4 separate regions of the Mus musculus genome follow, and regions 2, 3 and 4 are each linked to region 1. Evidence: chromatin contacts called from public Hi-C data. All regions are on one chromosome and are shown on one strand. Each heading gives the region's core, a stretch centred on a gene start, on an enhancer-like site or on the middle of the called end of the contact. The rest is flanking DNA. Distances are from core to core; before and after follow the strand shown. Region 1 has its middle 17 kb from the start of 2010308F09Rik. Region 2 has its middle 46 kb from the start of Nyx. Region 3 has its middle 38 kb from the start of Gm34661. Region 4 has its middle 22 kb from the start of Gm34661.

Region 1 (7,810 bases), core at 2,068-4,567:
TGTGCTGTTCAATTCATCCAGAACAATGCCCTTTGTTAGGGACAGACAGACATCATACACACAACAGATGACAGGCCACAGATCACAAAACTATACAAACAACTGAAGACACAGGAAGAGAAGTGGAGAATTCAAATGTGGGCTCACTCTTGGTCAAAATTATTCCAAGAGGGCTGGTGAGATGGCTTAGTGGGTAAGAGCACCGACTGCTCTTCTGAAGGTCCTGAGTTCAATTCCCAGCAACCACATGGTGGCTCACAACCATCTGTAATGAGATCTGATGCCTTCTTCTGGTGCGTCTGAAGACAACTAGAGTGTACTTATGTATAATAATAAAGAAATCTTAAAAAAAAAAATATTCCAAGAGAAAGATCCTTTCTGATGTCTTAACTTGACATCGGCACAGGTGTTCACTGGTGCCACCCCTTGGGCTGACCAGACATTTGCCCATGTGTCCCCAGGACAAGTCACATAACAGCCCCTGACTTAGGATGTTTGGAAATTTGCATTTGGAGAAGGTTCCTGCCATTTCTAGGACACTTTTTAAAAAAAAGATCAAATATCTGCTTTCTTGCAGAGGGCTGTGCTGTTGGGTAGACTGCCTGTACTTCCAGCCCCCAGTGACGATCTGGACACTGAGTAATGAGCTCTGGCAGACAATGTGGCTCATGTATCATCACAATTTATTACTGGGAAAATTAAGCACGCCCTGCTTTGAGACTTATTAAAAAATTTAAAAGGCCAAATTTTCCAGCCTTGCATTCCATCTTTAGTGAAAGGCAGGTGTTGTCACCTGCTTCATTCATTGGTTACAAAGGAGGACTGGAGATAGGGCTCAGTGGTAGAGCACTTGCCTATCATGCACCAAGTCCAGGGTTCAATTCCCAGTGCTGCCAATAAATAAATAATTGTCGGACTTTCCTGCATGTTCAGCTCTGATTGCTATATGGTCTTCCTGCCATGGCAACAGGAAGCCCTTCCTGCCAGCTAAACAAATGACCCCAAATTCAGGAGCAAATCCACCTGACAAATGCCAACGACTTTGATGGGACTTCTGCAGAAATCCTGAGCCAAGGACTACTGCCACCAATACACCTGGGTGGGTGGGCGGCCAAAGACAACTGCTAATATGCCTGTCCTGACTGCCTCTGCCTCCCAAGTGCTGAGGTTAAAGGCATGTGCAACTATGCCTGGCTTGTTTGTGGTTTTTTCGAATGGGCCTTGTAGTCCAACTTGGCAGGCTGGACTCAAGCTCTCAATTCCCCTGCCTCCACTTGCTTCCTCAAAGACAGTCTGGGAACTCTTTTTTTTTTTTTAAGATTTATTTATTTATTATATGTAAGTACACTGTAGCTGTCCTCAGATACTCCAGAAGAGGGCATCAAATTTCGTTACAGATGGTTGTGAGCCACCATGTGGTTGCTGGGATTTGAACTCGGGACCTTTGGAAGAACAGTCGGCGCTCTTAACCACTGAGCCATCTCGCCAGCCCCAGTCTGGGAACTCTTATGAGAACATTGTTTGTTTGTGGCCCAGTAAAGCCTCATTTAAAGCTGGATGTGTGGTGAACATTATAATTCCAGAACTCAGAAGACTAGAAGGCAGGAGGATTGCCGTTAGTTCAAGGCAGGCCTGGGCTGCATTAATTAACCTAAGACCCTGTCTCCAAAAAAAAAAAAAAAAGTTGACTTTAATCCCAGCACTCGGGAGGCAGAGGCAGGCAAATCTCTGAGTTCAAGGCCCGCCTGGTCTACAGAGTGAGTTCCAAGACAGCCAGGGCTACACACAGAAACCCTGTCTGGAAAACAAAACAAAACAAAACAAAACAAATAAAAAAATAGAAAAGAAAAACAAGAAAAAAACAAAACAAAACAACAACAACAAAACCAAAAAAAAAAAAAAAAAGTTGAGCCAGGCATGTTGTACAGGCCTTTAAGGGACATTATTATGTTTGTTTTTTCCTGGAGCTGAGGGCTGAACCCAGAGCCTTGGGCTTGCTAGGGAAGTACTCTACCACTGAGCTAAATCTCCACTGTTTTCTTAAAAGCAAATTAAACGGAAACAGGCTGAGTATATAGTTTGAGTAGCAGGTTGACTACGTAGTTAAAAAAAAAAAAAGATTTATATAAGTACACTGTAGTTGTCTTTAGACACACCAGAAGAGAGGGTCAGATCTCATTATGGATGGTTGTGAGCCACCATGTGGTTGCTGGGATTTGAACTCAGGACCTTCGGAAGAGCAGCCAGTGCTCTTACTTGTTGAGCCATTTCACTGACTACATAGTTTTAAATGGTCTCAAAGCACTTTTTTGTTTTGTTTTGTTTGTTTTTGTTTTGTTTTGTTTTGTTTTGTTTTACGAGACAGGGTTTCTCTGTGTAGCCCTGGCTGTCCTGGAACTCACTCTGTAGACCAGGCTGGCCTCGAACTCAGAGATCTGCCTGCCTCTGCCTCCTGAGTGCTGGGATTAAAGGCATGTGCCACCATGCCCGGCTCAAAGCACATTATTAACTTGGTTCAATGTCTAGCAAAAGTGCAGTTTCTGAGGACCAGAGGGATTTTCAGAACAAGCTGTTGTCTTCGTGTTTCTATTGCTGTGAAGAAAACATTATGACCAAAAAACAAGTTTGAGAAGAAAGGGTTCATGTGGCTTACGCTTCCAGATCACAGTCCATCATGAAGGAAGTCAGGACAGGGACTCAAGCAGGGCAGGAACCTTGGAGGCAGGAGCTGATGCAGAGGTCATGGAGGGATGCTGCTTACTGGCTTGCTTCCCATGCCTTGTTTAGCTTGCTTTCTTATAAAACCCAGGACCACCATGGGCTGAGCTGTTCCCCCATTATCACTAATTGAGAAAATGCCTCACAGCTGGATCTCGTGAAGGCATTTCCTCAAGGGAGGCTCCTTCCTCTCTGATGACTCTAGCTTGTGTCAAGTTGACACACACACACACACACACACACACACACACACACACACACAAAACCAGCCAGTATAGCTGTTTCCACAAAAGACTGAAAAAAAAAAAAGAAAAGAAAACCCCCACCCAAGTCTAGTTTAGTGGACCAGTGAGCTGATCTGGCTTACTTAGAGGCATATGGGGCAGGGGTTATTTTTGGGAGCAGGGGTGACTCCAAAGCAGCTGTATCACCCAAAACATGAAAACTGCATCTTGAAGCTTCCTTGGCGACTGGCAAGCAGCTTAGCTGGCTGGACAGGGTGCTCCCCCAGAAATTATTACTACCTGTATAACCTGTGGGGCCTTGTGGACCCTTTAATTTTCAGTCCTGTAGGGGGCAGTGTGTGTGTGTGTGTGTGTATGGGGGAAGTTCAGATATCTTGGAATGCCATGGAACTAGGGAAAAGAGTGGATTATAGGTACAGGCATTAATGGACGCTCTCTGCCCATCCTGGTTTGTGCTTCTGTTTGTTTGTTTGAGACAGGATCTCACTTTGTAACACAGGCTGGTCTGCAGCTTACTATGTAAACTAGCTCAAGCTCACAGCAATCCTCCAGCCTCAGCCTCCCAAGTGTTGGGATTCCAGGTGTGCATCGCCCTGCTCAGATTATGGTCTCTTTCTGGAGCAAGGCCTCTGCGTCATAGACAGGCTTCACTTTGTGAAAATTCAGCTATGCATGTACGATGTATATTCCATGGCTCTCACATCTACATTAAAGTTAAAAAAAAAAAAAAACCAACAACACAGAGGGCTAAGGCTGTAGCTCAGCGGTAGAACATCTAGCATGTACAGGGTCCTAAATTCCATTTCCAGCAGCACAGAAAAACCCTCCCCCTTCAAGCCCACAGCAACAAAACAAAGTAGAGCACAATTCACGCAAAGTGACAATATCCATTTTTCAGGTACACAAACGAAGAGTCAGATATAAATCCACCCTCCATAGCCCTGAGCACTGCATCATTTGTTAGCAGGCACTTCCAAGGGCAACTACGGTATTAGGCGGCTTATATTGTGTCCTTTCCTTTCTTTTCAGGTAAACCGTCATGGCGCAAACTGAGCATGCTCAGAGTCATTCCTGTCTATCTCTTTAAATTTTTTCAAACATGCGGTCACAACCTTACACGGAGTATGCCTAAACGTGTATTTCTTAACTGAGCATGCTCAGAAATGGCCTCCGTCATTGAGCATGCTCAGAGGTGTACTCCCCAACTGGGCATGCTCGGAATTGTGCTCCTTGCTCTTGCATATTTATTATAGGCCAGCCCCTACATGAATATGTATAGACTCCTTGAACGTGGTCCTCACGCTTCCTTTGTTCCTGGGGACCTCGCTTTTCAGTAACTCCCCTCCCTCGACTCTCCTTGCCTGCAGCGAGTAACAAACCTTCTCCCATCTTTCAGGCTGAGCTTGTTTGGGCTTTGTTCTTACCACGACGGGATCTGAGTCCATGGCCTCTAGTTACAGGTTAAACCCGTTGAAGATTGAAAATAATTTGGGGGAAAAAAGATTTCATCTCTGCTGAACATGTGGAGAGATTTTATTCCTCCCTGAACAGCTGTCCACGTTTGCACTCACCATGCCTTCTTTGCATATTTTTAGAAAAAGTATAGGGAAGGATAGTCACAAGTTATTAGCAAATACCATGCTATTCTCCTTTATTTAATTGCCTATTTATTTAAAGTCAGGGCTTCATGTGTCCCTGGCTGGCCTTGAACAGCCGAGCCTCCTGTGTCCGGTTCAAAGTGTGGCAGTTACAGAGATGCGCACTCAGACTCAGTTTCTTACACCATTTCCTTTGAAAGGCGCCAGCACCTGTGGACCTTGGATCTTTGTGGACCCGGTGCCTCAGTGCGTCATATGGCTTGCCTGTGACATCTAAGGGATAGGACAGGTCACGAAAGGGTTTACCTATCACGGGGGAGGTCCTGGGTTTAATCCCAGCGCCTCAGAACAATCACCACCAAGTTGGGTTGGGGGTGTAGCTCAGTGGGTAAAGTGCTTGGCACCACGCTAATCCTCAGCCCTCCAAATAAACACCTGTGGGGAGAAAGGATCTCAGTGGACAGGGATTACAGTGAATAAAAGAGAGGGGGGTGGGGGGGGGCACACCTCTAATCTCAGCCCTGGAGAGGTGGAGGGTGCAGGCAGGACAATTAGAATTCAATGTTATTTTCAAAGTAGTGAGTTCAAGGTCAGCCAGGACTCTGTGAGACTGTCTCAAAATAAAGTGAGGACTTTAAGCAGACCATTGCTGCTAATATGTCACATAAGCACAGGAATACTGTTAACTTGAGCTCATCTCTGAACCCAAGCCAAACCAGTTCTACTTGTGATCCCACCATTCAGAGGGGCCCACTGCAGTCCTGATGGTTTCTTTCTGTTGTCTATTGCTCCAGTTTCAAAGTTTCTAGGCAGGCACTCCCGCTCTGAACCTATCCCCCCCAGGTAGAACTGGCACTCATTTTCATTTTCATTTGGAGTGTGTGTGTGTGTCATGTGCACGGGTGAACATTTGTGTGTGCGTCTGTGTGTGTAGGCCAGACATCAGGAGTACCGCTCACCTGAGCTTTTGAGCTAGGGTTTCTTTCTTTCTTTTTTTTTTTTTTAAAGATTTATTTATTATTATATGAAAGTACACTGTAGCTGTCTTCAGACACACCAGAAGAGGGAGTCAGATCTTATTACGGATGGTTGTGAGCCACCATGTGGTTGCTGGGATTTGAACTCTGGACCTTCAGAAGAGCAGTCGGGTGCTCTTACCTACTGAGCCATCTCACCAGCCCGAGCTAGGGTTTCTTAATGTTGCCAAGCCCCAGGGATGGATCCATCTACATGGTCCATCCTACACCACCACACCTGGCTTTTTAACAGATCCTGGGGCTCAGAGTCAGGTCTCCATGCTTGCATGATAAGCAGCTTATGAACCGAGCTATCCAATTAGCCCCTGAACCATTTTTGCCTTTTAAACATTTGATTATGTGTGTGTGTATGTATATATGTACTTGACAGCTGAGCAGAGGCTAAAGGAGCCACTTCCAAGATGGCCATCTCATGAGGGTTGAGCCCTTGGTGTCTCATGACACATATTAGACTAAGCACTCTGAGAGGGAACAAAATATGGGAAGGGTTCCAATGTCTTTAATAAACTATCCCCAACCCCCCTTTTGGCTTTTTTATTTATTATATCTAAGTACACTGTAGCTGTCTTCAGAAAGCACCAGGAAAAGGTGTCAGATCTCATTACGGATGGTTGTGAGCCACCATGTGGTTGCTGGGATTTGAACTCAGGACCTTTGGAAGAGCAGTTAGTGTTCTTAACCACTGAGCCATCTCTTCAGTCCCCCTTTTGGCTTTTCAAGACAAGATTTCTCTGTGTAGCCCTGGCTGTCCTGAAACTCACTCTGTAGACTAGGCTGGTCTTGAACTCAAGAGATCTGCCCTACCTCCAAAGTTCTGGGATTAGTGGTGTGTGCCACCACCACCAGGCTAATAGTTTTGGTTTTGAATGACTTTATGAAGTACATAGCAAACCAAAGTAAAATAATAAATAGTGAGAGACAGGTAATTGGTTGACAGAGAGCAAAACATCATTAACCGGAGTAATCAAAAATTCCAGCAAACCAGTGTCGTAGTAGTTTGCTATTAATTCCTGCACTCAGAAGGCAGGGGGTGCCTCTCTGTAAGTTCTATGCCAGGCTGGTCTACACAGAGAGTTCCAAGCCAGTCAGAGCTATATACAGTGACACCCCTCCCTATAATCAGACAGGACAACAAACCCCAGCAGAAATCCACCTTGGGAGGGGAGGCAGCCAGCTGGAGTTCCCAACTGTGCTTTCTTATGGGGATTGAGCTTCCCATGGGGCAAACCTTGGATGGAAACGGCTTACCTCCTAACTGCCTTCAAGGACATGCTGGCTTTACTCTTGGCCTATTTTTCTGTTCTCTTTCCTCCCTATCACAGATTTAGGGGGCTAAGCTAAATCTCCAGACAAGGGGTCTTGGAGGACACTTGACATAATATGAGTCTGAAATGGGTCTGCTTGGCTCTAAAATGGAGGGTTCAATCCGACTTCCAGAGCCAGCTTGTCAGTGAGCTCAAACAGTACAAGACTTCTGTTACTGTGATAAGATATCAGAACCAAGAAGGAGATCAGGGAGGTATTGTAGCACATGACTTTAATCTAGCATATGGGAGGCATTGACAGGCTAATCTCTGGGAATTCAAAGTCTATATAGTTTTAGGACAGCCACAACCCAGCCCACCCCACGCTCACAAGAAAGGAGAAGAAGGAAGAAAGGAAGGAAAGAAGGAGGAGAAGGAGAAGAAGAAATAATTTATTTGGGATTTCTGATTTCAGGGGATTCATGATTCAGGAGTTCATGGTGGCAGAGTAGGAGCGCCAGTCACATCTTTAAGCAAAAGCAGGAGGCAGAGACCACACTAGGGACCATTTGAGTCTTTTGGACCGCAAATGGGGGACCAAGCATTCAAACATATGAACCTATGGAGGGTGTTCTCATTCCCACCACCACATCAATTCACCAAATTAATGTACATGACACACAGCAAAAGGCCTGTCCAGGAAAGCCTATCCAGAACCCTTCACTGACATGTCAGCGCTCATCTCCAACTGCTAGGAGGCTGGGAAACTCTAAGCTGCAGGACTGGTGATGAGGAAGGCAGAGACGAGGGCGATCATGTAGGGATGTCTATTGCTGTTTCAGTGGTAGAGCGCTTGCCTAACATGCTTGAGTTCTGGGTTCTATTCCTAGCACCACACATACACACAGAGAGAAGTCATTTGGTCTTCCATGATACTTTACTTGGAATGTGAGGGCTCTTAATGGGAA
Region 2 (7,810 bases), core at 3,788-6,287, 190 kb after region 1:
TATAAAGGGAAACATTTCATTGGGGCTGGCTTACAGTTTCAGAGGTTTAGTCCATTATCATCATGGTGGGGAGCACGGTGGCACACAGGCAGACATGAGGCTGGAGCTTTAGCTGAGAGTTCTATATCTAGCTCTTCAGGGAAGAAGAGGAGAGAGAGCCACCAGGCCTAGCTTGGGCTTCTGAAACCTCATAGTGCACCCCAAGTGAAAACCCTTCTTCCAACAAGGCCACACCTATACCACCAAGGCCATAGTCACTCCAACAAGGCCACATGTTTTAATCTTTTCAAATAGTGGCATTCCACAAGCATTCAAATATAGTAGCTTGTGGGGGCCATTCTTATTCAAACCACACAGGGGTTGCAATGTTGCAGCTGTCCACTTCTGGGTGCCTGCACAGTGTATAGGACAATGAGTAAACCAGGTCCCCGTCTTCTCTTCCTCAGCCAACTGATCATAGGACACACTCTCTGAGACTATAGGTGCATGCTGGGCAGCAGACTGCATTTTAATGGGAGTAGAAGCCATAGATATCTGAACATCATCTTCGTGTAACATGTTTGTTTCTTCAGGATCTTCTCAGATCCAGTCACGTATATACCACATCCATTTGATAATGGATTGCTGCTGTGCACATCCTACTTTATGACTTAGTGGGTCAAGTAACACCCAGTTTATGACGGGCAGATTAAGATGTATAGTAACTTGGTGGTTCATGGTCAAATGTTCAGTTTCACTAAGGCCCTTAGCAGTAGCAGGCTGAGAGTTGTCTGTCATAGGGAGAATAGTTGTCCAAAGATGATCATAGAGTTTGTTCCAAAATCTCAAAGGTCTCTTGTGTGTTTCACCCTCAGGGGGACTCACAAAGGCTCCAAATAGCATCCCAACCTGCCACTGACACCTCAAGTACCATCGGGTCTGCTGGATCATTCAGTGCACAGCAGCCTCAACCTGTTGAAGAGCCTTCTTCTGTTCCAGGCCCCACACAAAGCTAGCAGCTTTCTGAGTCACTTAGTGAATGGACCTGAGTAACACACAGAAGTGAGAAATATGCTGTCTCCAGAATCCAAACAGGCTGATTAAATGTGCTTTTCTCTTGGTGGTTGAGAGGGGCTAGGTACAATAACTTATTCTTCACCTTAAAAGGGATATATCTGCATGGCCCTTACCACTGTACTCCTTTGTTACAGCAAAGAGTTTCACTGAGGTAGATGGTCCTGGAATTTTGTCTGGGTTTATTTGTTTCTCATCCTTTGATGCACATATGTGTTACCAACAACAAGTCCAAAGTGGTTCCGTCTTTGGCTCACTTGGTCTAATAAGCACAATGTCCTCAATATAGTTCACCAATGTGATACTTTGTGGAAGAGACAGAGGAACAAGATCTCTTCTAACAGCTGGCTGATGGTGGTGCACACCTTTATTCCCAGCACTTGGGAAGCAGAGGCAGGATTTCTGAGTTTGAGGCCAGCTTGGTCTACAGAGTGAGTTCCAGGACAGCCAGGGCTACACAGAGAAACCCTGTCTTGAAAAACAAACAAAAATCCCTTTGCACTAAGGCTTCCTTTTAGCCTTTCCAACCATAAAAGCCCTCACTCTACAGGTCAGGGAACCAACATGAGAAATCTGCCAATTCCTACGTATATCTATCCCAATTACACATTCTGGAACTGGGGACATAACCACAACATGAATTAGAGGGCCCACTGGAATGAGTTGGAGTGAGTTGGAGTTCAGCCAAAACTCCATTAATCGCCTGACTTCCATAAGCTTCTACTTTAACTGGAGGGCCATAATATTTCTTGGGATCTCCCAGAATCAGTGTCAATTCAGAACCAGCATCCAACAGAACTCTGAAAAATCTGACTGTTTCCTTTCCTCCAGGGTACAGTAAAATTTAAGGTATTTTACCAAGATCCTTGCTTAGGGAGACCTTGCTAGTCCTTCTTTCAAAGAGTTCTGAGTCTGCAAACTGGCTCATGTCTGGAAATTGGGTCACAGGCCAAGATTCCCTTTTGTCTCAATACAGTGTAGCCTTTCTTTCATTTGTTTGAGAATTTTTCTGCTTATGCAGATCAAACAGAACTTCAGTAGGCTTCTTATCTGTTTCACGTCTGGAGGCACCATGATTGATTAGCCAGTAACAAAGGTCTATGTGAGTCATGCTACTATAAAATTCGATGCCTGTACTGCCCATTATGTATGAACATTGCTGTGCGGTGCTGCTGATTATGCTAATGATGATCACCTTGCCTTTGGCAATCCAGTGCTGCTGCCTAGCCCCTGCTATACTGGGACACAATTACACCCATTGCATTTAATTCATCCAATACAGTTAAGTAACAGCATCTCCAGCCCTAAATAAGATCTGGCACAAGGATAAGGGTGACAACAAAGCTCTCCCAATGTGCTGGTGCCCGTCTCACCATTTTGCATCTTTTATAGGATTAGTGAAGGGCATGTTGTCTGCGTCTTCCCATTGTAGAGGATTAGCATACCATGGTAATATTACAAGGAGTTTTAAAATCCCTTTATCAATATTAAGTCAAGAGCTATCAGGCATCTCCAGAATCCTTTCTAGTAGATCACCCTTTGACAACTGCTTCAGTCATTCAAATAAACTTGTTTTTTTGTTTGTTTGTTTGCTTTGCTTTTTGTTTTGTTTTTGAGTTTCTTTTTGTAGCCTTGGCTGTCCTGGAACTCACTCTGTAGACCAGGCTGGCCTTAATCTTCAGAAATCCTGCCTCTGCCTCTCGAGTGCTGTGATTAAAGGTGTACACCACTGGCATTCAGCTTTCAAACTTTTGACACCCTTTTAGTTTTAACTGTGTGAGCTTCCATCTTCAATCTCCCCTCAGAGGGCCCATATCAATAACCTTAGCCTGACCACAGTTTTATGTTCCTTCCACCATTAACCCATACCCTTAAAATCCACTCCCTCCCATATTCCCCAGACTTCTGTTTGAATGAATTAGCAAACTCATGAAGCTCTTTAGTGTAGCATAGTGTAGTACAGTGCAGTGAAGTGAAGTGGAACTCTTCATGGACTGTACTTTCCATCTCCCTCTTGGAACCTGCTGAGCTTTTAGTCTGGTTATAGGTCTGGAGGCAACTGTTGGTGGGCTCTGAGAGACATCAATACTGTCTTGCCTGGCATCTCCTTCAGAGAAAGTCACTGCTGGTTTAGTAGACAATGAAGGATTAAATTTCCTTAGTCAAAGGTGAAAAAGGCAATCTTTCTGGGAATGGGCATAGGGTTGGGTGTTGTGGGAGTTTTCACTACACCGCGTTGGCTCCCAGTGGATCGCATTCGCGCTCCTGCCCAGGAACTATCTTTGGATTCACGAATGAAACACACACACATTAGCTTAGTTTTAAATGTCTTGGCTACCTCAAGGCTGGGCATTCTTAAACCTGCTACTCCAGGCCCAGTCGGGGAAGTGGCCAGTGACCATTTACCCAAACTCTCACATGGCTGGTTAGTGTTATCTTCTGGGCTACTGCATTCCATTCTTCTCACCCAGTCATGGCGATTCTGTCCCATCTCTCTTTGCATTCTTGCCTGCACAACTCCAAGTGTCCCACCCTATGTACAGCCATTAGCCATTGGCATCTTTATTGATTGATCAAAAACCAACCAAAGGTACAAGAACCTTTACCAATTGGGCACACAGATTCCTGATTGAATCAAAGCACTAGAACCAATCTCCAACAGTTGGGGGTATGCATCTTCTGTTGAGAGTGAAGAGATTCAGGTGAGAAAACCCTTGAGAATCTGAGGGTTCAACCTTTTCAGCTTCTATAGCTGAATTCTCAACCTTCCTAATGCTGTGACCTTTTAATACAGTTCCTTATGATGTGGGATGTGGTCACCCCACCCATAACATTATTTTCATTGATACTTCATAACTGTAATTTTGCTACTGTTATGAATCATAATGTAAATATCTGTGCTTTCCAATGGTCTTAGGAGACCCCTGTGAAAGGGTTATTTGACCCCAAGGGGGTCACAGGTTGAGAATCACTGCTCTGTTTGATACTCCTGCACATTCTCATCCCAAGTTATAGGATCCAATTCTTTACCAATTAATGCCCTTACTTTTTTTTTGTTGTTGAGAAAATAGAACTGCTTCCCATGGTGTTAATGAAAAAAGGTGGAAATGAAAAAAAAAATTGAACAAGTTTTAAGTTCCTCTTTCTAGTGTTTGAGAATTTCACACTTGTATACAATTTTTTATTAGTTTCTTTATTTACATTTCAAATGTTATCCCTTTTCCTAGTTTCCCTTCCGAAAATCCTTTGTCCTCTCCCCCTTCCCCCGTCTCCCCAACCCACCCACTCCCATTCCTGGTCCTGGCCTTCCCCTATACTGGGGCATAGAACATTCACAGGACCTAGCTAGGGACTCTCCTCCCATTGATGACTGAGTAGGCCATCCTCAGCTACATATGCAGCTAGAGCCACATCTCCCACCATGTGTTTTCTTTGATTGGTGGTTTAGTTCCATGGAGCTCTGGGGGTACTGGTTGGTTCATATTGATGTTCCTTCTGTGGGGCTTCAGACCCCTAGGACCTTGTGCTCCATCCAATGGATGATTGTGAGCATCCACTTCTGTATTTGCCAGGCACTGGCAGAGCCCCTCAGGAGACAGCTATATCAGGCTCCTGTCATCAAGCACTTGTTGGCATCTGCAATAGTGTCTGGGTTTGGTGACTGTGTATGGGATGGATCCCCAAGTGGGGTAGGCCCTTACTTTAAAAGGTGACACTCTCTGGGTCTGGCACTTGAATTTTCACTGAAATTCGGCCAACCTTATACTAAGGTTTTCAGTTTTCCACAACTTGAGCTCTGTAGCTGCTGGAGAGAAGATTCCCTTCCAGACACACTTAGAGATCTTTCGACTGTTCTGTGAATTCGGAGCTGGTCAATTTTATTACTGGGTTCATTGCTGCCCTTTTTCGTATACTGAGAAGCTGGAAGTTAGTTAATCACAGAGCTCATTTGCCACGCCCTCTAGTCAAGTCTGCTTGACAGGCTGAAAAGCCTAGAAGCCACTCATGAGGCAAAGAGTTTCACGGAAACTCACCTCCTGGAGCTTTGGTGTTGTCATTAACACATATACTCATACCCTTTTATTCCTGCGTTAGTCTGGTGTATGGATCCACGTGCTCTCTTTTAGTATTATTTTATTATAAGTGCTTTGTAAGATTAAATTCTGATATAGTTAAGTCTCCCCAGTGTTCCAAGGTCCTAGAAGCCTACAAGCTTAGAATCCTGTAAGAATGCAGTAAGGAAGTTACCTATTCAGTAACTAATTAAGCATTACAAAAGACGGAGCCAAAGCCGCAAAAGGCTGGTCTGCGGAAAGAGCCAGGGAATCCCACTGAGATAGAAATCTTCAGTACAGGCTACAGTAGAAGCAAGTTGGTGAATTCTTCTGACAAATGGAGATTCTCCAGATACTTAAAAGTTACGCTCATATAAGAATTTAGCAAGGCCTAGGAAATAGGGGGGTTGGGATATTGCATTATTCATGAGGTCTGCCAAGAGCAGAACCCCCTGGTGCTAGCCTTCACAGGGTTCAAAGGTATAGCACTAGAGTGTGAAATCCTTACCTGTCACTAAGCTGACCCTAGGCAGGACTGCTTTATCTTTACTGTAAACATTTACCTGGTTCCTGTAAGTCCCTTTGTAGTCATTCCTTTGTTTTGTATCAGGTAACTTCAATGTACCTTGCCTGCTGTGACTTCCGACCCCTTGTATTTTCTGTACTATATAAGACTGGTGTTCACTTTGTGACATACATTCAGATTCTACACAATCTCTCATGTTGGTCTGTCTGTCACCCACCAACTCCTTGCCCATCTGCACCCAGAGACCCGTTCAACGCAGACAAAGGGACCCAAAGGGTCTGCGGCACTCATTCTTTTCCTTCATCAGTTTATCCAGAAGTGCAGGAGCTACTGACTAGTATCATTTTCCTTACTTTTTCTACAAATTGTCAAAAGTTTTATATACAGAATCACCAAGTCCCAATTGATAAATCAGGATGATCAAATGCGTTTGTGTACTTAAGCTAATAACAGTTTATTTTACATCATGGGCTTTCAGTGTTCTCCCAACTCCCAGGAGAGGTTGCAGTAACTGAAGAGGCTTTGGTTACTGTAGGTGTCGGCAATTTGGAAAGCCTATTCCAGACACTTAAAAAATTTATCACTAACTCAGTATTCTTTAAGGGACTGGCCACTGAGAGTTTGCCCATGCGCTAGTGAGTATGTGGACAAGACAAATTGGACTTGGTAACTTTTTTCCTTCTTTTGTTTTGGAGGAGGTCATTAGGTTGGGGGGGGGGGTTGGCCTGGGAGGACTGGAAAGTGAATGTGATCAGGGTGCAGTATGTGAAAATTCCAAATAATCATAAAAATATTAAGTTTAAAAATTTCATCCCGAGCCAGGCAGTGGTGGTGCACGTCTTTAATCCCAGCACTTGGGAGGCAGAGGCAGGTGGATTTCTGAGTTCGAGGCCAGCCTGGTGTACAGACTGAGTTCCAGGACAGCCAGGGCTACACAGAGAAACCTTGTCTAGAAAAAAAAAAAAGAAAAAAAATTTCATCCCTGTACTCCTGTTGCTCTAGAACCACTTCTGGCACCTAAATCTGTATTAGTCAGGGTTCTCTATAGGAACAGAATTTATAGAAACTCTCTCTCTCTCTCTCTCTCTCTCTCTCTCTCTCTCTCTCTCTCTCTCTCTTTCTCTCTCTCTCTCTCTCTCTCTCTCTCAAGGGGATTTATTAGAATGGCTTATGAGTGGTCTAAGAATGGCTGCCTACCAACAGAAGGTCCAAGAATTGAGCGCATGAAGCTGGATGTCTCAGCTCATCTTCAGTATACAGTGGAATCCTAAAGTACTATGCTCTGATGCCAGTGAAGGAATGGAATGGACTTGCTTGTGAGAGCAAGCAGACAGAAATATCAGCTTCTGTTTTCATTTCTTCATGCCCTTTATAGATTTCTAGCAGAAGGTGTGACCCAGATTAAAAGGTGGATCTTCCTACCCCCAAAATAGGTTAAAAATAGGTCCTCTCACTTCAAATGATTTAAGAAAAAAATCCCTTACAGGTGTATCCAGCTGCTTGGGTTTTAGTTAATTCCAGAGATAATTCTTGGTTGACAACCAAGAATAGCCATCACATTGCCTAAGGTCTAGTTTTAAAACCTTGACTCTTTGTTCTCTGTCCCCTCTTTCAAGTCTTTGGTTGCTGGGTTACTGTCTTGTCAAACTTGTCCTTTGTCAATGTTACAATGGACTGATTTCTCATGTGCATCTTGCTATTGACAGATCTTCTCTGCTTTCTAGAATTGCCTTGGGGTTAAAGCCTGGCTTTATGCTGTATACCTATGCCACATCAGGGTGGACATTTGTAGTGTGATGTATATTAATGCCATGATCTTTGTTTCTTCAACTCCCTTTTCCCAGAGGCAGAGTTTTCTAGATTACATAAGAGATCTGGCTGCCTTTTTCCGACTTTAGTAAAATTTCTTATGAAAGATGTTATATATATTAACATGTAGTGAGCATATTTTTTTCTTGCAGTGCTAGGGATTAGGAACTGAAGTTTCCAGAAAATAGCCACACCTGTGTTAATAATTCTACAAGTCTTATTAGGACTTAGAACTTGATATTTATGGAGGGTTGGAATATTGTCTGCCTGGAGCTAAATTATCTTGGGCTATCTTTGTAGCCATTTGTAGCCCACCTCTGTGTCTCCTGTAACATCCTTGTGACTTCATGTGGACCCATTTGGCTGT
Region 3 (7,810 bases), core at 3,505-6,004, 160 kb after region 1:
AAGGGGAGACCTCCTATGGGTATCAACCCACTTTGTTATATCAAGTTGAAGTAGGATAAGTGCATTCTCTTCCACTGAGGCCAGACAAGGCAGCCCAACTATGCGGAAGGGACCCAAAAGCAGGAAACAGAATTAGAGACAGCCCCCACATTAATTGTATTTAAATTTATTTACACAAACATAATAATATAACAAATATAAATATATATAATTTAAATATAATTATTAAGTAATTATATTTAATTTAATTAGGGAACTCACATGAAGAACAAGCTGCACATATGCTACATTTGTGTAGGTGGCCTAGGTCCAGCCCACACATGCTCTTTGGTGGGTGGTTCAGCCTCTGTGAGCCTACATGGGCCCAGGTTAGTTGACTCTGTAAGTCTTCTTGTGATGTCCTTCAAACCCCTCTGGCTTGCTCACTTCTATCCTCCACTCTTCCACCAGACTCCCTGAGATCAGCCTGATGTTGTGGGTCTCAGCATCTGCCTCTATTCTCTTCTGGATGAAACCTCTCAGAAGACAGTTATGCTAGACTTCTGTCTGCAAGCATAGCAGGGTATATCATTAATAGTGTCTGGGGTTGGCTCTCTCACATGAGATGGGTCTCAAGTTGGAGCAGTCATTGGTTGGCTGTTCTCTCAATCTCCGCTCCATCTTTATTCCTGCACATCTGTAGGCAAGACAGATTTTTGGTTGAAGGTTTTGTGGGTAGATTGATGTCCCCCTCTGTTCTCTGGAAGTCCTGCCTGGCTACAGGAGGTGGTCACTTCAGTCCCCATATACACTCTAGTAGGAATCTCAGCTAGGTTACCCCATAGACTCACAGGATCCTCCCCTGTCTTAGGCCTCCAGCTAGTCCTAGAGATGCCCCCCCCCATTTTTCTTCTCACTCCCAGCCCTTTCCTACTCCCCCTACCCACACATGATAGTCACCCTCCTCTCACTCCTCATCCCATCTCCTATCCAGTTTCCTCCAACCATCTACCTCCAATGACTGTTTCCCCTTCTGATTGAGCTTCACACATCCTCCCTTGGGTCCTCCTTATTATCCAGTTTTTTTGGGTCTGTGGATTACAGCATGGCTATCCTTCACTTTATGGCTAATGTCCACTTATAAGTTAATACCATACATGTTTTTCTGGGTCTGGGCTACCTCACTCAGGATGATATTCTCAAGTTCCATTCATTTGCCTGTAAATTTCATGATGCCATTGAATAGTATAGCTGAATAACATTTCATTGTGTATCATATTTTCTTTATTCATTCTTCAGTTTAAGGATATCTAGGTTGTTTCCAGCTTCTGGCTATTATGAATAAAGCTGCTATGAACATAGTTGAGCAAGTGTCCCTGTGGGGTGGTGGTGCATCTTTAGGGTATACGCCCAGGAATGGTATATCTAGGTCCTGGGGTAGAATTATTCCCATTTTCTTTTTTTGAGAAATCGTAAACTGATTTCTAAAGCGGTTGTACAAGTTTGCAGTACCACCAGCAATGGAAGCATGTTCCCCTTGCTGCACATCCTTGCATAGAAAATCCTTTTGCAGCCCTTTACTCTGAGGTAATATCTATCTTTGTTGCTGAGGTGTGTTTCTTGTATGCAACAGAATGATGGATCCTATTTTTACATCCATTCTGTTAGCTTGCATCTTTTTATTGGGGAATTGAGTCTATTGATGTTGAGAAATATCGATGAGTAATGATTGTTAATTCCTGTTATTTTGATGGTGGTGGTGGTGGTGGTGGTGGTGGTGGTGGTGTGTGTATTTGTGTGTGCTTCTCTTCTTTTCTTTTTGCTTTTACCAGATTACTTATTTCCTGTGTTTTCTTGGATGTAATTATCCTTCTTGGGTTGGAATTATCCTTCTAGTTTTTTCTGTTGGGCTGGATGTGTGGATATATATTGTTTGAATTTGGGTTTGTCTTGAAATATCTTGTTTTCTCCATCTATGGTGACTGAGAGTTTTGCTGGGTATAGAAATCTAGGTTGGCATCTGTGGTTTTTTTTTTTAGAGGCTATAAGGCATCTGTCCAGGGCCTTCCAGATTTTAGAGTCTCTGTTAAGAAGTTGGGTGTAATCCTGATAGGTCTGCCTTTTTACCTTGCAGCTTTTAATATTCTTTTCTTTTTCTGCAGATTTATCATTTTACTTACTTTGTGGCAGGAGGATTTTCTTTTCTTGTCCAATCTAATTGGTATTCTGTAAGCTTCTTGAATATTTATAGGCATCACTTTCTTTAGGTTGGGGAAATTTTCTTGGGCCTCGGAGCTCAGACTCTTCACCTTCTATTCCTATTATTCTTAGGTTAGGTCTCTTCATAATGTCCCATATTTCTTCGATGGTTTTTGTTAGGAATTGTTTAGATTTAACATTTCCTTTGGTTTTGCAGTTTCTTCTATTGTATCTCCTACACCTGAGATTCTCTCTTCTATCTCCTGTATTCTGTTGGTGATGCTTAAGTCTGTAGGTCCCATTCTCTTTCCTTGGTTTTCCATCTCCAGGATTTCCTCAATTTGTGTTTTATTGCTTCTATTTCCCTTTTCAGATCTTGAGCATTTTAGTAATTTCCTTCACCTGTTTAATTGTATTTTCCTGTGTTTCTTTAAGGTATTAATTCATTTCCTCTTTAACAACCTCTATCATCTTTATAAGATTGGATTTAAGATGATTTTCCTGTGCTTCCATTGTGTTAGGATATCCAGGGCTTGCTGTAGTAGGCAAGTTTTGCCATAGACATGCCATAGTGCTATAGCTTTTGTTGACTGTGTTCTTACGCTGGCCTTTAGCCATCTGGTTGTCCCTGGATGGTCCTGGTGTAGCAGGTCTCAGTAAGGGGGTCTAACCTGGATGTTTCCAGGGTAGTAGTCCTTGGGTGGGCATCCTTGAGCTTGACAATGGTACTCAGGTGACAGTGCATGTCTCAGGGCAGCTGAGTATGCCACAGGGAATTGGGGTAGGAAGGGATCTAACCTGGCTATTCCTGGTGTATCAGGCCTGGCAGATCTGTGGCTGGACAATGGAGTTGGGCGGACAGGGGATTGGGTCAGGGTCAGGGGTGGTGTGAAGTGAAGATCTAACCTGAATGTTCCTGGTGCAGCAGGCCTGGTGAACATGGGCAGGGTCATGGCCAGACTATGGAGCTGGGGGTTGGGGGTCACAGCACTGAATCTTTCAGTTTTGTTGTTGTTGTTGTTGTTGTTTTTGTTTTTGTATTTCAAGATAAGGTTTCTCTGTGTAGTCCTGGCTGTCCTGGAACTCACTCTGTAAACCAGGCTGGCAGGCAGATTCACCTGCGTCTGCCCCCCGCCCCAAGTGCTAGAATTAAAGGTGTGCACCACTACCCAGTGAAGTTATGAATCTTAGAGGCACATCTAACACTGCTGCTTTGCTAGACCAGCATAATTCCTAACTACATTTTAAATCTTATCCTTATATGAACAGAGAACCATAGCTACCACCCCTCATCAAAGAAGCTTCTTTTTACAGCAAATGAAGTCCATCACAGGAAACTTCAGCTGGACACAATGGGTAAATCAATGAGGTCATGGGGAGCCCAGCCTCAATGGATACATTTACATGATGGTTCCTGCATCTGTGGCTCAGGGAACTTCAGGAGGAAAGGGTCTAAGGGCCAGGATGAAAAAAAAAAAAAAAAGAAAAGAAAAGGAAGAAAGAAAAGAAGAAAGAAGAGCAAAGCAAAGAAAAGCTGTGCTGTGAAATGACTTCTCCTAGAAATGGTTGCATAAACAAGATCTGAACAAAGGCAGTATCAGTAGACATGGTAACATAGAAGTGGGAAAATGCCATGGGATCATAACTCTGAACAAGGAATTATAGGTAACTGATGACTACTGAGAGAGAGGGAGAGTTAGTCTCTCCCAGGGATGCACCTCTTAATTGACTGTCCGATACAAAGTGGCCAGATCTGAAACCATATACATATACAACAAAAATAGACTCAGCACACTGTACTTACATATTTGTGCATGCACACACACACACACACACACATGCACACACACACACACTATTTTAGTTGGGGAAGAAAAGACTATCAAACTGTAAGTGGAGAGACATGGAAGGAGTTGGAGGAATGGTCTAGAGGAAGGAACGGGAAGGGAGAAAGTAATTTAATTATATTTTAACTAAAATGTATACATAAATAATTTATGTATTTATATATTTGTGTCCTTTTGTATTTATGTGTGTATGTATTTATTTAAGACATGGTCTCATGTATCCCAGGCTAGCCTCAAACAGGCTATATAGCCAAGACTGGCTTTGAACTTTGATCCTTGTGCCTTCACCTTTCAACTGCTAGGATTACAGGTGTGTGGCATGGCATCCTTCTGGTGATTGAACCCAGGACTGTCCCAGTCTCCATGGAGACAGGAACGACATAGACACCAAGTCGGGTTCACGCAGCAACTTTACTTCGGGCTTTTTCTTTTACAGCTCTCTTCCCCAGCAGCTTCTCCTTAGGGCAAGGGCTAAACCACTCCTATTACAACAGCTTCTCTTACTTCTACTCATGGCAAGGGCTAAAACTACTCCTATTACAACAGCTTCTCTTTTACTACTTCTACTCAAGGCAAGGGCTAAAACTACTCCTATTCTACTACTGGCTCCTACCTAGGGCAAGGGCTAAACCAGTCCTATTACAACAGCTTCTCTTCTACTACTTCTACTCATGGCAAGGACTAAAACTACTCCTATTACAACACTCACGCTGACTCATCTCCTTCTAGCTCCACCCCACCTCATCCAATCAGAATTCATACTCGCTCCAGGCATGAGCTCAGATCTTTCACAGATAGACTGACAGGTCCCGTTCACGAGGAACAGTACAGCCTGGCAGGCAGCCCATGCATGCAGCCTCACTGCGCATGCTCGGGCAAGGTGGGTTTCACGGGGCCTGCAGCCACACCTGCTTCCCGCACAGGACCATGTGTTTGCTAGACGAGCATCAACTACTGAGCTACAACCCTCACCCCGGATCTTGGATTTTAGGTGGACAGAGTGGTGTGTGCACCTACAATCTCAGCACTTGAGAGTTGAAACAGGACAAATGCCAAGAATTTTAGGCTAGCTTGGGCTGCATAGTGAGTTCCAGGTGAGCCAAGGCTGCACAGTATGATTCACAGTCTCTATACCCCTGTATTAGTCAGGATCCTCTAGAGACACAGAATTTATGGGTAGTCTCTATATAGTAAAGGAATTTATTGATGACTTACAGTCTGCAGTCCAACTCCCAACAATGGTCAGCTGCAGCTGAATGGAAGTTAAAGGATCTAGCAGTTGCTCAGTCCCACACAGCAAGCAGGGGAAGGAGAGGGAGAGAAAGCCTTCCTTCTTCCAATGTCCTTATATGGTCTCCAGCAGAAGGTGTAGCCCAGATTAAAGGTGTGTGCCACCACACCTTTAATCCCAGATGACCTTGAATTTGGAGATCTCCCTGTCTTAATCTTCTGGAATCCATAGCCACTATGCCTCAAGATCTCCATACCAAGATCCAGGTCAGAAACTTATATCTCCCAGCCTCCAGATTAGGGTCACTGGTGAGCCTTCCAATTCTGGATTGTAGTTCTTTCCAGATATAGTCAAGTTGACAACTAGGAATAGCCACTACAATTCCTTACCCGGAAAAGATTCAGACCAACCCCACCAACAAACTCCAAAAGATCTTGGCATCTATGGGGGAAAGAATGATTTGCAGTGAGCAAACCAGCCTATGAAATCAGAACTGATCAGATAGCCAAAACAAATGACAGGTATCTGGACATCTGGAAAACATCTGCATGAACTGTGTAGCTGCAACAGAAGCAAGATAGCTGGACATTTGAAGAACCCTATCTGCTAGTTGGTGGTGGTGCATGGCTTTAATCCCAGTACTCTGGAGGCAGAGGCAGAGGCAGAGAGGCAGAGGCAGAGGCAGAGGCAGAGGCAGAGGCAGAGGCAGAGGCAGAGGCAGAGGCAGAGGCAGAGGCAGAGGCAGAGGCAGAGGCAGAGGCAGAGGCAGAGGCAGAGGCAGAGGCAGAGGCAGAGGCAGTGGCAGAGGCAGAGGCAGAGGCAGAGAGAGGCAGAGAGAGGCAGAGAGGCAGAGAGAGGCAGAGAGAGGCAGAGAGAGGCAGAGAGAGGCAGAGAGAGGCAGAGAGGCAGAGAGGCAGAGAGGCAGAGAGGCAGAGGCAGAGGCAGAGAGGCAGAGGCAGAGAGGCAGAGGCAGAGAGGCAGAGGCAGAGAGGCAGAGGCAGAGAGGCAGAGGCAGAGGCAGAGGCAGAGGCAGAGGCAGAGGCAGAGGCAGAGGCAGAGGCAGAGGCAGAGGCAGAGGCAGAGGCAGAGGCAGGTGGATCTCTGAGTTTGAGGCCAGATTGCTCTACAGAGAGAGTTGTAGGACAGCAATGGATACACAGAGAACCCTGCCTAGAAAAACAAACAGACCCGAATAGAACCATATCAAGGTTTTCTGAGTGCTAAAAACATCAAGAGAAAGTCCTTGTGGGTTGTGAGGGAAGGTTTGATGAAACTAAAAGCCAAAACTCAAATTAAACAGACACAGCAAAACAAAACAAAGCATGACTACATGAATCATTATAAGTTGAATAACTTCATATCCACAGGGAATGTCAACAATGAATCTCAGGCCAGCAAGATGACTCAGTGGGCATTTGCCACCAAGCCCAATTACCTGGGTTCAATTCCTGTGGTCCATATGGTGGAGGGAGAGGACAGATTTCCACAGATTTTCCTCTGATTTTCTTCTGTGTGGGTCCTGTGGTACCCATTCATGCCCACAGAAGAAATAAAACGTAACTTTTTTTTTTTAAAGATAAGCACCTCAGGGGGCTGAAGGAATGGCTCACCAGTTAAGGCCACCTGCTTTTGCAGAAGACCCTGGTTTGGTTCCCAGCACATACATTGCTGCTCACAGCCAGCTCCTAGCTCTGGTTCCAAGGGAACGCCCCTCCCCCAATAAGAAAGAAAGAAAGAAAACAAAAGAAAAGCTCTGTTTGCATCTTCTCCACTTATATTCCCATCAGATTCACTCATGGGGTGTACTGGCTAGTTTTGTGTTTACACTTGACACAGGCTGGAGTTATCACAGAGAAAGGAGCTTCAGTTGGGGAAATTCCTCCACGAGATCCAGCTGTGGGGCATTTTCTCAATTAGTGATCAAAGGGGAGGGTCTCTTGTGGGTGGTACCATCTCTGGGCTGGTAGTCTTGTGTTCTATAAGAAAGCAAGCTGCGCAAGCCAGTGGAAGCAAGCCAGTAAAGAACATCCCTCCATGGCCTCTGCATCAGCTCCTGCTTCCTGACCTGCTTGAGTTCCACTACTGACTTCCTTTGGTGATGAACAGCGATGTGGAAATGTAAGCTGAATAAACCCTTTCCCCCCCAACTGCTTCTTGGTCATGATGTTTGTGCAGTAATAGAAACCCTGACTAAGACATGGGGACTCCCTTACAGCTACTTGTGACTCTATCTCTGGGACATCCAATGCCCTCTTTTGGTCTTTATGGGAATCTGGACACATAAGGCACTCATCCACACAATCAGATAAATAAAAATAATAAAGACTAGTCTCCAAAAAGATAGAAATGTCTGTTACCTCACTCAGGAACTCTCATGCTTGCCATCTTCATCACTGTCCTTCCTCCTCCATAAGGATTCAGGATGTCAACTTTGACAGTAATCATAAAACTATGTCTTATCACTCAACTGCCCACCCTTACCTCCTTAGCTTGCCTTTATTTATTTATTTTTTTATTGGTTTGAGGGACTGGAGAGGTGGCTTAGTGGTTAAGA
Region 4 (7,810 bases), core at 2,918-5,417, 140 kb after region 1:
TGGCACACGCCTTTAATCCCAGCACTTGGGAGGCAGAGGCAGGTGAATTTCTGAGTTCGAGGCCAGCCTGGTCTCCAGAGTGAGTTCCAGGACAGCCAGAGCTACACGGAGAAACCCTGTCTCGAAAAAAAGCTAAGAAAAAAAAAAAAAAGAAATATATATTTTAGAAAAAGTAGTTAACAGGTGTCTATAAGATAATAGGAGTAGACTCATGCCTTTGAAACCTAGTAAAAGCTATAAGTTTGGGTTACAAAGCATGAACACTTTTCTCAGTCCAGAGGGGTAGATATACAGGTTGAACAGAGATTGTTATGCTAAGAGAAGCACCTTGAAGTCTATATTCAGAAGAAACCAAAGGGAATTTAGAATCTTGAGCTTGTGACTAATTGTAAACTGCCAGTGTTCCATCAACTTATCAGAACTCCATTGATCAATATTAAAGTTCTGAATTTTGAAATCTTGGCATAACAATAGCATGGAAGAAATATAAAATATTTCCCCTTTTTGTACATATCTTAAATTATTTTTATACCCATATAACTTGCATTTATATATCTTAAAACACCATCTTAGATTCTTAAACATCTTTTTAGATCATCAGAACTTAAATAAACTTTTTCTATTTAATTCTTTGCCGTAAGACATAGGCAGCTCATTATGGAGAGCAGTCATTTAATATGAAGCTTGTGGGCAAGGCAAACCTGTTTGCCCTTTTTAGTAAGAAACGTAGTACTTTTAACTAACTAATGAATTGACTAATGAACTATCACAGTAGTGGATTACCTTGAGGTGAGGAGCTAGTTGCCTGTTGTTTTCTAGCTGTCAATTAACTTACAATTAACTTAGCTATCAATGTGATCAAGGATCTGAAGAAGGATAAATTAAAGTAACAGAGACTAGTCCATATTTTATTACCCAGACAGTTATCACAGGCTCCTGTGTCTCTATGGCACTAAGAGCCGAGGCAATCTTTGGACATCAGGCCCAGAAGATGAAGAGGTTCTTTTGGGCGGAGAAGGAACATGGGAGAGACTGTCCTCACCTTGTCTTGGCAACATGTGGCAATAAATGCTCCAGTGTTCTCTGTTTGTCCAGTTCAGGCTGGGCCCTGGCAGCAGGCAAGGCATTGGAGCAGTTATGCCCAGTGGTTATCATACCACAATCCAGGTAGTGTCCTTTGTCAGTGTGGAGACCTCGGGTGTGTGTATGTGTGTATGTGTGTGTTTGTGTGTGCCTATCTGCCTGTCTGTCACTGTTTGGTAGTCTCTGTCATGGTAAGTTTAAACATATTAAATACCATTTTTAGCAGCTCTCTAACTGGTTTGAGGGCTAGTACCTGCCTAACATATTTGAGTTAAACAATTTTCATTTGTTCTTAGTTATCTGCTCTAAACTCCACATTTCAAACATAAGACAAGAGACTAAATAAAGCTTTAATCTTGAAATTAACTGCATCAGTACTTAGCATGATTTTAAATATATTTCTGAACATATTAAAGAATTTGAACATCTTCAAGGCTATCAATCCTTGTTAGGCTTGAACTTTAAAACTACAGTTTTGAATTGAAGCTCTTCTAGTAGAATAAATATAAATAAACATATAATAAAAAATAACAGTTTCTTATATGATTCAGTTTAAGCTGAAAGCAGCATCAGGATAGGAAGAGGTTAACTAGTTAGGAAAACTAGGTTAACTAGTTAGGAAAACCTGCAAGGATCTCGGCTGAGAGAGCACTTATTTGCTCCTTGGGCTTGCTGGAGCCTTGCCAGAGCTCAGGCAAACTCAAGAGCCAGTGACTCTTAGCCTTTTTAAGGCTGTAAACCTCTTAAAATTTTAAATTAACAAATTTCTTAATTTTCATTCCTGATATTATTACCATAATTTACAGAGCAATATATACCAGATGTAATGAAAAGAAAAAGAAAAGGCTACAGCATAAAAAAAAATCTCAGGAATGTACATCTAATTGACATCATATTGCATCAATCAATAGCTGCACTTTTTGCAAACTGTGGCTATGACAGTCCTGAACAGGGAGGGTTTCCTGTTTAAGCTGCAGTAACTTTTCTGATTATGGACCATCGTTCCTTCTGTGGCAGATTTTTACTGTCCTTCTAATGCATTTGGAATGACTGTCTCAAAGTAACCTGCATCTTTCCTGACAACTCCTCATTCTCTCCCTTCCTAAGAACTGTAGCCCGTTTGTTTCTGTTTTATTTTAAAACCTGCTACCATCTCCGCCATTTCCATCACCAGATTCACAGCCACCACCATAGGGATACCTGAGCTTCTTCCACCAAATTTGTCTCCCTTTATGGGTCCATACTTTGATTGTTATTGTCCATTACAACTTTCTAAAGTCACTATAGTTTCAATCATCATTACAGTTACTTTATTAAAACCATCAAACATTAATAAAAACACTCCAATAAAACATTTAACAACTTTTAAAATGCCCCATAGCTTTATATATTTAACTATAATCTTTTAAAGTTCCTTTTGTAATATCAAAATAAAGCATCATTTTTTTAAGAATGAAGAAGTCATAGGGCCTAACCATAATTTTAGAAGACAAAACTAATTTAAAAAAATTTAAAAACAGTTGAAACAATCAAGTGTTTCAAAAATCAAGTTCCTTATTTTCATGTTACAAAGTCTGGCCATCAGCAAGAAAAGTATTCGCACACAAGAACTTTTCTTGTTGGCATCCAAACCCTACAACACAAAGGTACAGTTTTTTTTTAAAAATTTATTTATTTATATATGTGAGTACACAGTAGCTGTACAGATGGTTGTGAGCCTTCATGTGGTTGTTGGGAATTGAATTATTTAGGTTGGCTCTGGTTGGCTTCATTTGCTCAGTCCCTGCTTGCTCAGGCCCAAAGATTTATTTATTATTATACATAAGTACACTGTAGCTGACTTCAGACACACCAAAAGAGGGCATGAGGTTTCATTACAGGTAGTTGTGAGCCACCATGCGGTTGCAGGGATTTGAACTCAGGACCTTTGGAAGAGCAGTCAGTGCTCTTACCCGCTGAGGAATCTCTCCAGCCCCCAAAGGTGCAGTTTTAATACCTTATTAAAGACACATTTAAAAAATTCTATCTTTTTAAGTCTGGTTTCTAGGACAGGAATTATGTAAAATATTATTCCAATTTAAAAGTATCTTTAGAGACCTGTTTCCCTGAGGATAATGAATGAAGGTGAGCTAGGACACCATGTGACCCTGTCTCAAAAGCAAGAAGGACAAAACCTAAATCAGAAACCAATCAACCAACCAAAACAAGCAAGAATCAGTCAGGATGTTCTTGCCTCCTACCATGGCTGTCAGGATTACGTAAAACAAAATACTTCTTTCAATATGGCATTCACTGTGTGCTGATCTATGTTGATAAGAAATGTCTTAAGCATTAAAGTAAGTAAAATTGAATTGTACACTTATTGTACAACCTACATTGAAATGAAAGCTTCTTATTGAAATGCACGTTAATATTCAGCTGCGAAAAATGATAGTCAATAGGACATGGTTCCTGTTGGGGTCTGGGAATTGCCACACAAAGCACTTAGACACAGATCTCAGTCAAACAAGGCTGGTTTACTGAACACCCCCCCTGCCCCCCACTGATCGATCAGGGATGCAGTCCCGACTCTAGAGCTGAACTGATACATACACCCAGTTGAATCTTATAGAGCTCTTAAAAAAAAGATGTTATTTATTTATTTATTTATTTATTTATTTTACATATGATGAGCACACTGTAGCTGTCTTCAGACACACCAGAAGAGGGCATCAGATCCCATTACAGATGGTTGTGAGCCACCATGTGGTTGCTGGGAATTGAACTCAGGACGTCTGGAAGAGCAGTCAGTGCTCTTAACCACTGAGCCATCTCTCCAGCTCCCTATAGAGCTTTTAAACCTGAAATTCACAATATCTATGCCAAGGTATTCCATCAATTAGGAGTTAGGGTTGGGGATTTCCTTAGGAACAAGTCTTTGTTGTACACTTATCTTGCTCCCATTGGTTGGGGTATTCAGCTGTGGTGGGGGATTTGCCTTGTCTAACGTTCATGTCCTATCTTGCCTACCAGGATGGGATTGCCTAACATTCATGTCTTAACTTGTCAACCAGGTTGGTAGTTACCCATGTACATGACTCTTTCAGCTAAGTAGGATGTTAATTCTCAGGGAGGTCTTGGAAACTTAAACTTTATTCAACATCTACTCAAAGTGGAAGTTTTACTCCAAATGACTTCTTATATTGGTGCAGGTGTCCCTCTTATGTTGGGGTCCATCCCAGGGATAACTTATAAAAGCAAAGACCGTAAAAGCTCATACACAGGTGCAGGAAGTGCTGTCAGGTGGTTGGTTCAGTTCCAAGCTTATTGTGGCGAACTATATAAAGCAGCTCTAACTGAACTCTATTGTGATTGGTTTCCAAGAACACCAAAGCACAGAACACAGCAGAATATGCAGGCAACTTGGGCACGAGAAAGTTTCCTAGTAACAGTACATGAGAAAGTTTCTTTATAACATTAGCAACAGCACAAAATGGGTGGCTAGACAGGCAACAGTTACCTAGGCCTTAACATTTCACATAGCGTTCAGTAGTAGAAAGGACATTATTTGCAGTGTTATCTACTTTTCTGCCCCTATGGGATGATGGGAGGGGGTAAAATCATACATGGGAGCTGGCAGTATTCAGCCTGTTCAACAATTATGAGTGTGTGTGTGTGTGTGTGTGTATGTTCGCACACACACAGAGGTCAAAGGACAACTTGGTGGGAGTCAGTTCTCTCTTTCCATTATTGGGACTGAACTGAAGTCGTCAGCTTTGGTGGCAAGTAGCATTACTCATGGAACCATCTCTCTGGCCTGTCGATTTGAGTTCTTGGGAGAGGTTTTACAGTCAATGGTCAGCACTTTTCTCCTCTTCCAAATTGGATAATCAACCAAATAATCTCAGTTTTCCAGATCTGAAAAGATCAATATCTTCATATTGTATTTGGCTTGTTTTCGTTTTTAGGTTTGAGGCAAAGCCTCATTATGTAGCCCCAAGCTGGCCTAATATTATTTGTTATGTTGCCCAGTTTAGCCTCAAATTCAAAGCAAATCTCTTGCCTCAGCCTCCTGAGATCTGAGATTACAGTGTGTGCTGCCAAGCCCATCTTGCACGTTCCTCCTCCTCACTATTGTTATTTTTTCTGTATGTGTGTTTTGCCTGTGTGTATATCTGCATTCCATATACATGCCTGGTGCCGGTAAAGTCTGGAAGAGGGCATTGGATCCTCTGAAACTGGAGTTATTACAGATGATCGTGAACTGCCACATGGGTGCTGGGGATCAAACCTGTGTCCACACGAGAACAGCAAGTGCTCCTCATTGCTGAACCATCTCTCCAGCTCCTAAAACCTAATTAAAAAATGATTACAAAATAATGCTTTCCTTTTCTTTCTGTTGGGGGAGGGTGAGGAAGGGTCTTATGTAGTGCAGGCTGGCCCCAAGCTTGCTTCATACCCAAGGCTAGCCTTGAACTCCTGACCCACCTGACTTCCATCCTTCGAGTGCTGGGATTACCTTATGCTTATGCTACCATGTTCAACTGAACCTTTTAATTTAAACCAAATAACTCTAGGAAAATTTTCTTCATGAGCACAGTAGAGGGCTGGGGTGGTGACTGAGCAGGCAAAGGCACTTGCTTCAGACTGACAGAACCAGCTCCTGCAATTTGTCCTTTGACCTCCACACAATACATGTTAATCAAATAATTTAAAAATCTCTCTCTCTCTCTCTCTCTCTCTCTCTCACACACACACACACACACACACACACACGTAGACACTGATGGCTCTTCGACTATGTTCATGAGGTCTGGTTCCCCCATAGGAAATGGTGTAAAGTCCACTTGTAAGTCCCCATGTTCTTGTTTTTTTGACACTAAAGTAAAATTTACACCTAAATGTTTTTGAAGAATATCTCTAGCAGGTCTGAGCATGGCAAACATGGTTCTGGAAGGCCTTGCTCTTCTTCCCCATTCCCTCTGCCTTGCTACATCTGCTAGATGACATTCCTAAAGCTAGTCACAAGGTCTATCCCCTTATTTGGCTACTTCCTCTTCCTGAGGCTTACTACTAAGGTCCAGCACTCAAACTATTAAAGTCCTGCAGCCAAAAGCCCCCTTTTTACTACCCTAACTAACATAATCCAAATTAAACACCTCATCCTAACATGGGGGCTTCTCCTTTTTTCCTTATAAACTGCCATTTACCTATGGGCCACATCTGTTTCTTCTCTATCGGGAGGCAGTCCTTTGTCCCTTCAGGGTAAATATCCCTTCCCCCTCTCCCTTGCCACCTCTCTCCTCCTCCCTTGTTCCCTCCTCTTCTCCCTCTGTCCTATGTCTTCTGTCTTTGTCCCCCTTTTCCTGTTCTTTCTCCCTCCAGGGCAAATAAATCTCCTTTGTGCTCAGAACTTAGTCTTGGGGGTGTCTAGTGACAACTTCAAGGTCCTTTCAGTTTTCCCAAACTCTTCAAAAAGCCCAAATGGTTCATGCACACCCTAACACGCAAAGCCACATGAAATACTCATGGATACCCAAGTTCAAGGTTGGAGGAAGTTGCCCATCCTTCCCTAGCTCTTGTGGGACTCAGCCCTGCATGCTGCCCTTGGTTTGGTGTGGCTTTGTGTTGGTGTTCTTGTTTGTGTTTGTTTGGGTTCTGTTGACGAGACTGGAGCCTGTCACGTGCTATGTGCTCTACTTCTGAACTATTCTCCCCACTCCAGCCCAGCTGCGCCCTTTGGTCTCCTTAAATGGCTCCTTAGTCATACCTCCTTCTGCTCCAGTTGTGTACTACGGATACTCTGTTCTGGCCTGCCTCTAGGATGAAAGTGGACTGGCTAACTGCTGTAATCAGGGCAAAGTCCAGGGGCTTTTGATAGTGTTACAGAGACAAAGCTGTGGTGGCTTCTATCCAAGGCTTATCCTTGTTGGAGGATAAGCATCCTCATCCCCCTGACCCTATGTACTCCAGCTGAGCATAGGCTCAGGCATCTCTTAGAGCCTGGCCATCAGTTCCTGTTCCCAGCGTCTGTCAGGAGCCATGTGCTGGGTTTTCTGAGAGACCTGTCTACTCGGTGCCTTAGTGCCATACATCACTTTGGTATGTGCATTCAACAGACCTCCACCCAACCTGTTTACAAAGAACCTCTCCACCTCTGCAGGCCACCCTGCCAGATTTGCAGCCGAGCTGCACTTTTCTGTAATTATAGCCTTCGCTGAATACTTTCTGTATGCTAGGCGCTGCACTAAGCATTTTGCTAGGATTATCTCCATTGGGCTAATTACAGCCCTGAGCTGTAGGTACTGGTTTAGCCCATTTCACAGATGAAGGAACAGAAGTGTCCAGAGTTTCTATCAGAAGACAGGCTGCCACCACAGCTTTGCAACTCATGCCTCACAGCCAGACAGAGTGACTCACTTGGCTCCATGCTAACTCATCATCCAGGTAACATGTCACCTGTGAATGTACCTCCCTCTATCCAGAACTTTCTATTCCTTGGTGCCCCGAGTGTCCATTCCAACTGCCTCAGAGCTGTGTCCTGATGTCCACTGTCAGCTACTATCTAGCCAGGCTTCTCCTGCCCCAGTAGGGTGTGACCCTCTATTTGTTTACTTTTTGTTTCTTTCTTTGTTTTTGAGATAGAGTCTTGCTATCCCTGATCCCTAGGTATCCTCATATCCCTGGCTGTCCTGGAATTCTCTATGTAGAGCAGGCTACCTGCTTCTGCCTCCCCAGTGCTAGGATT

The links. Hi-C and Micro-C count contacts between places; a contact is called where the count stands out from the background.
Region 2: a contact with region 1 is called in a Hi-C map of stem cell-derived primordial germ cell-like cells, with 1.9 times the contacts expected there. The contact joins two enhancer-like sites. A contact is called at or near these places in 3 of 484 Hi-C or Micro-C datasets (embryonic stem cells, liver and stem cell-derived primordial germ cell-like cells) and 1 of 115 datasets of contacts at active chromatin or transcription factors (embryonic stem cells).
Region 3: a Hi-C map of cumulus cells shows a contact between it and region 1, with 2.9 times the contacts expected there. The contact joins two enhancer-like sites. A contact is called at or near these places in 2 of 484 Hi-C or Micro-C datasets (cumulus cells and embryonic stem cells).
Region 4: a contact with region 1 is called in a Hi-C map of double positive thymocytes, with 3 times the contacts expected there. The contact joins two enhancer-like sites. A contact is called at or near these places in 1 of 15 datasets of contacts at CTCF or cohesin (large pre-B cells), 13 of 484 Hi-C or Micro-C datasets (B cells, CD4 T cells, Sertoli cells and 9 more) and 4 of 115 datasets of contacts at active chromatin or transcription factors (embryonic stem cells and extraembryonic endoderm stem cells).

Annotation. Positions count from the first base shown.
Region 1 is chrX:13,226,709-13,234,518 of GRCm38.p6, forward strand. No RefSeq gene overlaps it. Among named protein-coding and RNA genes, the nearest start is that of 2010308F09Rik, 17 kb to the right of the region's middle. Within about 2 kb of position 3,318, at least 357 of the 459 cell types and tissues checked have an H3K27ac peak or open chromatin away from gene starts, as enhancers often do. A contact at or near this core is called in double positive thymocytes and stem cell-derived primordial germ cell-like cells, where this site is marked.
Region 2 is chrX:13,411,209-13,419,018 of GRCm38.p6, forward strand. No RefSeq gene overlaps it. Among named protein-coding and RNA genes, the nearest start is that of Nyx, 46 kb to the right of the region's middle. Within about 2 kb of position 5,038, at least 5 of the 459 cell types and tissues checked have an H3K27ac peak or open chromatin away from gene starts, as enhancers often do. A contact at or near this core is called in stem cell-derived primordial germ cell-like cells, where this site is marked.
Region 3 is chrX:13,381,782-13,389,591 of GRCm38.p6, forward strand. No RefSeq gene overlaps it. Among named protein-coding and RNA genes, the nearest start is that of Gm34661, 38 kb to the left of the region's middle. Within about 2 kb of position 4,755, at least 16 of the 459 cell types and tissues checked have an H3K27ac peak or open chromatin away from gene starts, as enhancers often do.
Region 4 is chrX:13,366,099-13,373,908 of GRCm38.p6, forward strand. No RefSeq gene overlaps it. Among named protein-coding and RNA genes, the nearest start is that of Gm34661, 22 kb to the left of the region's middle. Within about 2 kb of position 4,168, at least 15 of the 459 cell types and tissues checked have an H3K27ac peak or open chromatin away from gene starts, as enhancers often do. A contact at or near this core is called in double positive thymocytes, where this site is marked.